Linked DNA regions of Arabidopsis thaliana: region 2 is linked to region 1. A link is a contact called in public capture Hi-C data. All regions are on one chromosome and are shown on one strand. Each heading gives the region's core, a stretch centred on a gene start, on an enhancer-like site or on the middle of the called end of the contact. The rest is flanking DNA. Distances are from core to core; before and after follow the strand shown. Region 1 holds the start of GSO2 (Leucine-rich repeat transmembrane protein kinase). Region 2 holds the start of PP2-A6 (phloem protein 2-A6).

Evidence for each region. Capture Hi-C pulls out chosen DNA fragments and counts their contacts.
Region 2: a capture Hi-C map of seedling shows a contact between it and region 1, with 2.4 times the contacts expected there. The contact joins the promoter of PP2-A6 here to the promoter of GSO2 in region 1. A contact is called at or near these places in 1 of 26 Hi-C or Micro-C datasets (vegetative nucleus) and 1 of 3 other capture datasets (seedling).

The regions. Positions count from the first base shown.
Region 1 is chr5:18,035,940-18,039,373 of TAIR10.1, reverse strand. GSO2 (Leucine-rich repeat transmembrane protein kinase) reads left to right here and starts at 2,051. Exons shown (of 2, transcript NM_123837.3): 1 at 2,051-3,434. The coding sequence starts at 2,480.
Region 2 is chr5:18,191,634-18,195,472 of TAIR10.1, reverse strand. It overlaps PP2-A6 (phloem protein 2-A6), which reads left to right and starts at 2,145. Exons shown (of 3, transcript NM_123876.2): 1 at 2,145-2,747; 2 at 2,834-3,145; 3 at 3,514-3,839. The coding sequence starts at 2,266. It also overlaps the pseudogene AT5G45082.

The DNA of each region.
Region 1 (3,434 bases), core at 802-3,301:
TCATTAATAGGCACAACCACAAGCTAATAAGACGATTAATTAACTATGCAAATTGAGACTGATCATATTTCAGGAATAACATCACATTTATACAAAAGGAGAATGTTTTTCCATAAGATAAGACTTGTACACTTTAACATTTCACACAAATAAACCATAATGAATACGACGTATCACCATCTTCACATCAATTGATACTTAAATTAATCGATTTTAGACTAACGGGTAATACGATTTCTTACTAGAAAATTGACTCGTATATATAACTAAAATATTGTTAAAGAAGACATTTTGTTTTTTAATCAAGAAGCCTTGGACTTTAACAAGGATTCATTAGTTTTTGGATCGTAGATAAGAAGAAGTTAAACTAGTCTAATCTACTCTTAAAAGTTAAAATCGAACTCGTGATCTTGAGGAGCTCTAAGATGAACATAAATACCAGTGTACCACATGTCCTGTCTAATTATAAACAAAACAGATAAAATAAAATAATGTAAGCTCTTTTAAATGTCTCCGATCTATTTCGAAAAGAAATTATATGCATCCAGTAAAAATATAACTCTAGATCCGCTCATGATTACATCAACTGTTAAACTATGATCAAGAATTCAAAATATTCTGTATTTATCATTTAAGTAAAAGGAAAATAAAAGCATTTGTAATCCATTGTTGTCTCTTTCATGGTAGTATATAGATGGTAGAGTCAATTGAATTTCTATAGAGTGTATGAACACGGTGTGATTCAACTTCAGCAGCTAGAATACTTCGGCCTTTGTTTCAAAGATGACATCTACAAAATCTTTTATTTATTAATCGGGAAAATATCAAAGAGAATCAAATTAGAACTAACCAATATGTTGCCGAGTTTGGGGTGATGACAAAAAATATGGATGAGAGAATGCCTTTGACCTAGCAATTATTTATAGGGATGATTGAGCAATTTTCTTTTTAAAGATAATATAAATTTAAAAGATAGGTTACATGTAAATTTGAGGAAATATAAGAGCATTTTGTTTAGATTTTAGGGTTCAACATTTTAAAATCTATTCTTTATATGTTGGACTATTTTGTCAATCTAAAAAATTTAGACTCCTTGCTTAATTTGCTATGAAATTTACCCTCTTTAAAGTTTATCAAATATGATAAATATTTAGCTTATCATATATACTCAACAATATATATGTAATATTTAACATATTAATTCCACCCATATATTTGTGTGTGAAATTTTCTATAAATCTAAAAACAGAAATACAACTGCCCTCTTTTTTGATGAAAGGACTTAAGTAATGAGAAACTAACACACTTCACAACAAAAGCAGAAATTAAAGAAATGTCATTCAACCAAGTCATCGTCTCTCATCTCAACCACTCTCTTTGCTTGGCCAAGGTCAAAGCCATATCAATTTATATATGTAAACCATTATCATATAACTTATTTATCTCATTGTCATAAATCTCTTTTCTCATTACCATTACTTACACGACTTAGACTCTCATCAAACTGAACTTCTGTAAACAAATAGAGAGACAAGGGTTGAAAAAAGGACAAATTGAAAGACTGCACAATATTTTTACTGTATTTCAAGTTTCAACCAATAAAATTTATGGATTGGAGGCAAATTCATCGAATCTACAAGATCACAAAATTCACAAATTTTTATTGAATGAAATAAAAAATCATTAAACTATTTTAAGAAATTGATCACTTAACATACAAAATACATAAATTGTTATTTCGAAAACCTATAGGCTTCATAAAATATCGCAAAGTAGCATATAACCCATTCCGAGTTCCGCATATTATCTTGGTATAAGTAAATCAACCGATGCGATATCGACCCATCAAAAAAGGTTTTAAAATCCATATTTCGATCATTAGCAACGGCTTAAAAAAATATTTGTTTAGGTCTCTGGTTCGAAAGAGATTATTAGGAAGAATCTAAACTTTTTTTACAAAACTAAAATCCAAAACAATTTAAGTACTAGTACTAGAAAAGAACATAAATACACATTGGCATAGCCGCAACATAAATGGACACTTGCAATTGCATTTTCCAATGTCTCTTCTCTGACCCTCTTTGACCTTCTTCTTCTCTTTCTCATTACTCTCCTTCTCAATGAAAGATCCGAAAACAGAAGAGATATATATATAAAAAAAAACACTCTATATATAGTTCTAGCCTTTATAGCCGATCCCAAAACTTTATCCTCTGCATTTACTTCTCCTCCTACTTACCACATCAAACCCAAACACACATACTTAGACGCGTATACAGAACAGAGATACAGAGATAGTCCCCATGCACCGTTCTTATAACCAATCGTCTTACTTCATCCAAAACCAAACAGTTGTCTTAAATTCTCTATGTTTCCAACATTAGTCGTCTCACTACCACAAGAACTCGAAGAAGCTTCTTTCATTCACTATTACTCTCACAGATCTCTTGTTTCTTGAAGAAGAAGAAGAAGAAAAAAAATGCAGCAAAACTCTGTTCTTCTTGCTCTGTTTTTCCTCTGTTTCTCATCCGGGTTGGGTTCGGGTCAACCGGGTCAAAGAGACGATCTTCAAACTCTTCTCGAACTGAAGAACTCTTTTATCACAAACCCAAAAGAAGAAGACGTTCTCCGAGATTGGAATTCCGGTAGTCCCAGTTACTGCAACTGGACCGGCGTCACATGCGGTGGTCGTGAAATCATCGGTTTAAATCTCTCCGGTTTAGGTTTAACCGGTTCAATTTCTCCTTCGATCGGCCGGTTTAACAACCTAATCCACATCGATTTGTCTTCGAACCGTCTTGTCGGTCCCATCCCAACGACTCTCTCTAACCTCTCCTCTTCATTGGAATCGTTGCATCTCTTCTCTAACCTACTCAGTGGCGATATACCGAGTCAACTCGGCTCACTTGTGAATCTCAAATCGTTAAAACTCGGAGACAACGAACTCAACGGAACAATCCCGGAGACGTTTGGGAACCTCGTCAACCTCCAGATGCTTGCTTTGGCTTCGTGTAGACTCACCGGTCTTATACCGAGTCGATTCGGTAGACTCGTTCAGCTCCAGACTTTGATACTACAAGACAACGAACTCGAAGGACCGATTCCGGCGGAAATCGGAAACTGCACCAGCCTCGCTTTGTTTGCCGCGGCGTTTAATCGTCTCAACGGTTCGTTACCGGCGGAGCTGAATCGACTTAAGAACCTCCAGACGCTGAATTTGGGAGATAACAGTTTCTCCGGTGAGATACCGAGTCAACTCGGTGATTTGGTTAGTATCCAATACCTTAATTTGATTGGTAATCAGTTACAGGGTTTGATTCCAAAGAGATTAACAGAATTAGCGAATCTTCAAACACTTGATTTGTCTTCTAATAATCTCACCGGAGTGATACACGAAGAGTTCTGGAGAATGAATCAGCTTGAGTTCTTGGTAT
Region 2 (3,839 bases), core at 896-3,395, 160 kb before region 1:
TGTGTTTGGAGGTTTACTCGAGACAGAGGATCTCGCTTGGTTAGGAAGATCACTAGAATTTTCTTACAAAAATTCGATGCTCCCTTCTATAACTGGTCATGTATGCCAGTTGATAAAAGAGAAAGATTATTTTTAAAGTTTGCGGTAAGCTTCCTCTATATCTGCTCTTGTTCAAGTTAAGTTTATGTAGTTTCATTAACTTCTTCCTTTTTTTTGTAGAAAACTCATCACTGGGATCCCTTAATAACAAGGACAGTCCAGTATTACTTCAATGAGATCGTCAAGAGGCGCTTGAAGGACATGGTTAGCACCGCAAGGACAACTCGAGAGCAGCCTCCATGGATTGGAGAAACGCTGTGGGGAACAATGTGTGCTTACTGGGACACAGAAGCAGCACAGAAAAGGAGTCGGACCTATTCCAAAGCTCGTCTCTCTGACCGTAACGGTATCGGTCCTCCAGTCCACTATTCTGGGCCAAAATCTTTTCAAGAAATCCAAGATGAATTGGTAAGTGTTTCTGCAGATTCTCATAAGTTAGAGTTTTCTGTTTTCTGTTTTCAATCCAATATAGTCTGTTTTCTTGTGAGTATGTTGAGTTCTTATGTCTAGTGACTACTGTTGATATTGATTTGTGTTTGCAGGAAGAGAAGTTGGGAAGACCGGTCCATCTTGGTGAGGTGTTCATCGAAACACACACTAAGTCGGATGGCTCATTTGTTAATCAGAAGTCGGAGAAGATTGCTCAAGCTTATCAGCAGAATGTGAGAGATAGGCTGTCAGCACTAGAGGCGTCTGCTTCTGCTGTCTCTGATGGCTCTTCACGACCTCCGGAGCTCACACTAGATGATTATACAGCCATCTTTCTCGAGGTAAGATGTTTTAGTATAATTATGAGTCTTAGAGTCCAATTAATATTCTGTCACTAATGAGCTTCTTCTCTATTTCTTGTAGTCCACAGAAAAGGATTCAAGAGGCAATCCTTTTGGACTAGGACTAGGATGTCTAAAAGACACTCTAGGCAGCGCCAACCGCCATCACTCCGGTTCCTCATCATCCTTTCAAGCCCTAGAAGAACGGCTGCAGGAAGCTCAAAGGAAAATAGAAGAGCAGGCTGCATATAATGAGAAGAGAGATGCTGAGATTGCTGCCCGAGAAGCTGAGTCATCCCGAGTCACAGCTGAGTAAAAAGACTAGCTCGAGCAATTGTCTTTAGTCGAGAAGTATCTCCGCCAAACCGATCCGCAGTTCTTGGACTTCATGGCAAGTCACTCTACCACAACCACAGAACGTCTACCAAGTCCTCCACCTAATGATCCTTAGATTATCTTTGCCCAAACTCTACTTGAACATATGTTTATTCAAATAAGTTGTTTGTGTAATAAACAAGATAATTGTATGTGTATTTGTACTTGATTTTCTATATATACAAGTCTTTTCATCTTTTTAGCATTTCAAATAAAAAAGGAGAAAACAAGAAACAAGAAAACAACAATCGATAACCAACAAACATGAAACAAGAAACCCAACAATCGATGACCAAATTCTTACTCGGACAAAACAAGTAGTCGCTCAGTAGTCGTATTTAGGTAGCAAATTAGACGTAAAATAGTCGTCTAATAGTCACACTAATTACCGATTATTATCCGACTAAGATACCTAGTCACAATATAATCGTGCACGAGACGTATAATAGTCGTAAAACATTATACGACTATTATATGACTACGAGAATTATTTCCTTACATTGATAGAATTAGTCGTCAAATCGTCGGAAACAATTATACGACCACGTGTTTCACACGCTTCGTACAGGACAATTAATCGTGCTATGGTCGTTAAATAGTCGCCAATATGATACGACTATACAACGATCATTGTTTACTGATTGTGTTATTGTCGTAATATAGTCGTCGATCAACGACTAATTCACGACTATCTCATTCAGCGACAATGTAATAATGACTAACGTCGTTAGTCGCTGATTAGTCGTATTATCATTTTTTACGACTACTATGCGACTGTCGTGTAAGTCGTTTATCACCTGTTTTCTTGTAGTGATATAAAGTCAATGGACCAATTTCAAATTTTCAAGATAAACTCTAATCTGTTATAATTAACTACATGTTGCCAAATTACATACATATTAAAAGTATATCAAGCATATAAGATTGTTGGATTAGTTTATCGTCCAAAGCATCTTGACAAAACAGAAGCTCAAACAATTATCAACAAAAACTCTCTTCTTATTTCTCAAAAAAAGCTCTCATGGCTTCTTCTTCCTCGGTTGTGAAACCCACCCCAACGGGGCCTCAGGTGTTCATATGCTTCCGGGGAGCAGATGTCCGCAAACACTTCATAAGCTTTCTTGTCCCTGCCTTGAGAGAAGCGAACATAAACGTCTTCATAGATGAGAACGAGTTTTTGGGCTCAGAAATGGCTAACCTATTGACGAGGATTGAAGAGTCTGAGCTCGCGCTAGTGATATTTTCCGTGGATTTCACAAGATCGCATAGGTGCTTGAATGAGCTGGCCAAGATCAAGGAACGCAAGGATCAAGGCCGTCTCATAGTGATTCCCATCTTCTACAAAGTTAAACCTTCCGCTGTAAAATTTCTTGAAGGAAAATTTGGCGATAATTTCAGGGCTCTGGAACGCAATAATCGACACATGCTACCAATAACTCAGAAATGGAAGGAAGCATTAGAGTCTATCCCGGGATCAATAGGCATGCCCTTGGCTGAACAAAGGTTATTTTTATGTTCTTTTGGCCTAAAGATATATATACATAATAAACAGTTTGTTTTTGATATCTCTTACTTGTATGGTATGGCAGTGAGAGGACCGATAATGACTTCATAAACTCAATGGTCATCAAGATTCAACAATTACTGGAGAATATGGCTGTGAGAAGAAACAATGAAATAGAAGCGCAACGTAAATTAGTTTCCATCGTCCCTCCAAAGAAACCGAAAGGAGAAGCGAATCCTCAAGGAGGTTCCATGGTCCCTGCAAGGAAGCCAGAAAGAGAAGCGAGTCAGGAAGGAAGTTCCGTGGTCCCTTCCATGGTCCCTGCAAGGGATTTAGACATCACACATTCTGAGAAACCTCAAAAATGGACTTGGAGTACCATCAACGAGGCACCAAAGTAATATTTTATCTCTTTTATCATTATTTTTTGAGGTCAAAAGTACTTTTCCTTTCAAAAAATATTTTTTAATGGATTCTAGAAATAACATATATGTCATTTTCTCATTTGAAATAAAAATAAATAAGAGTTTATGAAACCTAGCTAGAAATCGATATTTAGGTCCACTTTTTTAAAAAAATTGTTTTGTGTAATTTACAGAATTAGTTTTGGGTTCCCTCATCTTTTTAGTAATTACAACAATTTATCAAGTTATTTTGGTCAAATTTCGTGAAACTAGTTACGATATTTTATTCTTTGTAAAGATGTTTATTTGTTATCTGGTCCTTTCTATTTCTCATCTATGTTTGATTTAATTATGTTTGCAGCTCTGCGGAAATTGAAATTGCGACGTTGAATAAAGTTTACTGGCTTAAAATAGTGGGAACAATAACTACGGAGAATCTAACACCAGGAGCTAAGTACGAGGCTGTATTCGTAGTCAAATTAGAAAATAATGCTAGTGGATGGGAGCAACCAGTGAATCTAAAGCTGAAGGTGGTACAACACGATGGGGACGACGATCGGGTGGATCGAACAGAGAACTTGAACGATTACATAGGCCAGAACTGGGTGGATATTTTGGCCGGAGTTTTCGTGGTTCCGCCAAAAACTACTCCCGCAACGATCATTTTCACCATGTATCAGTACGAAG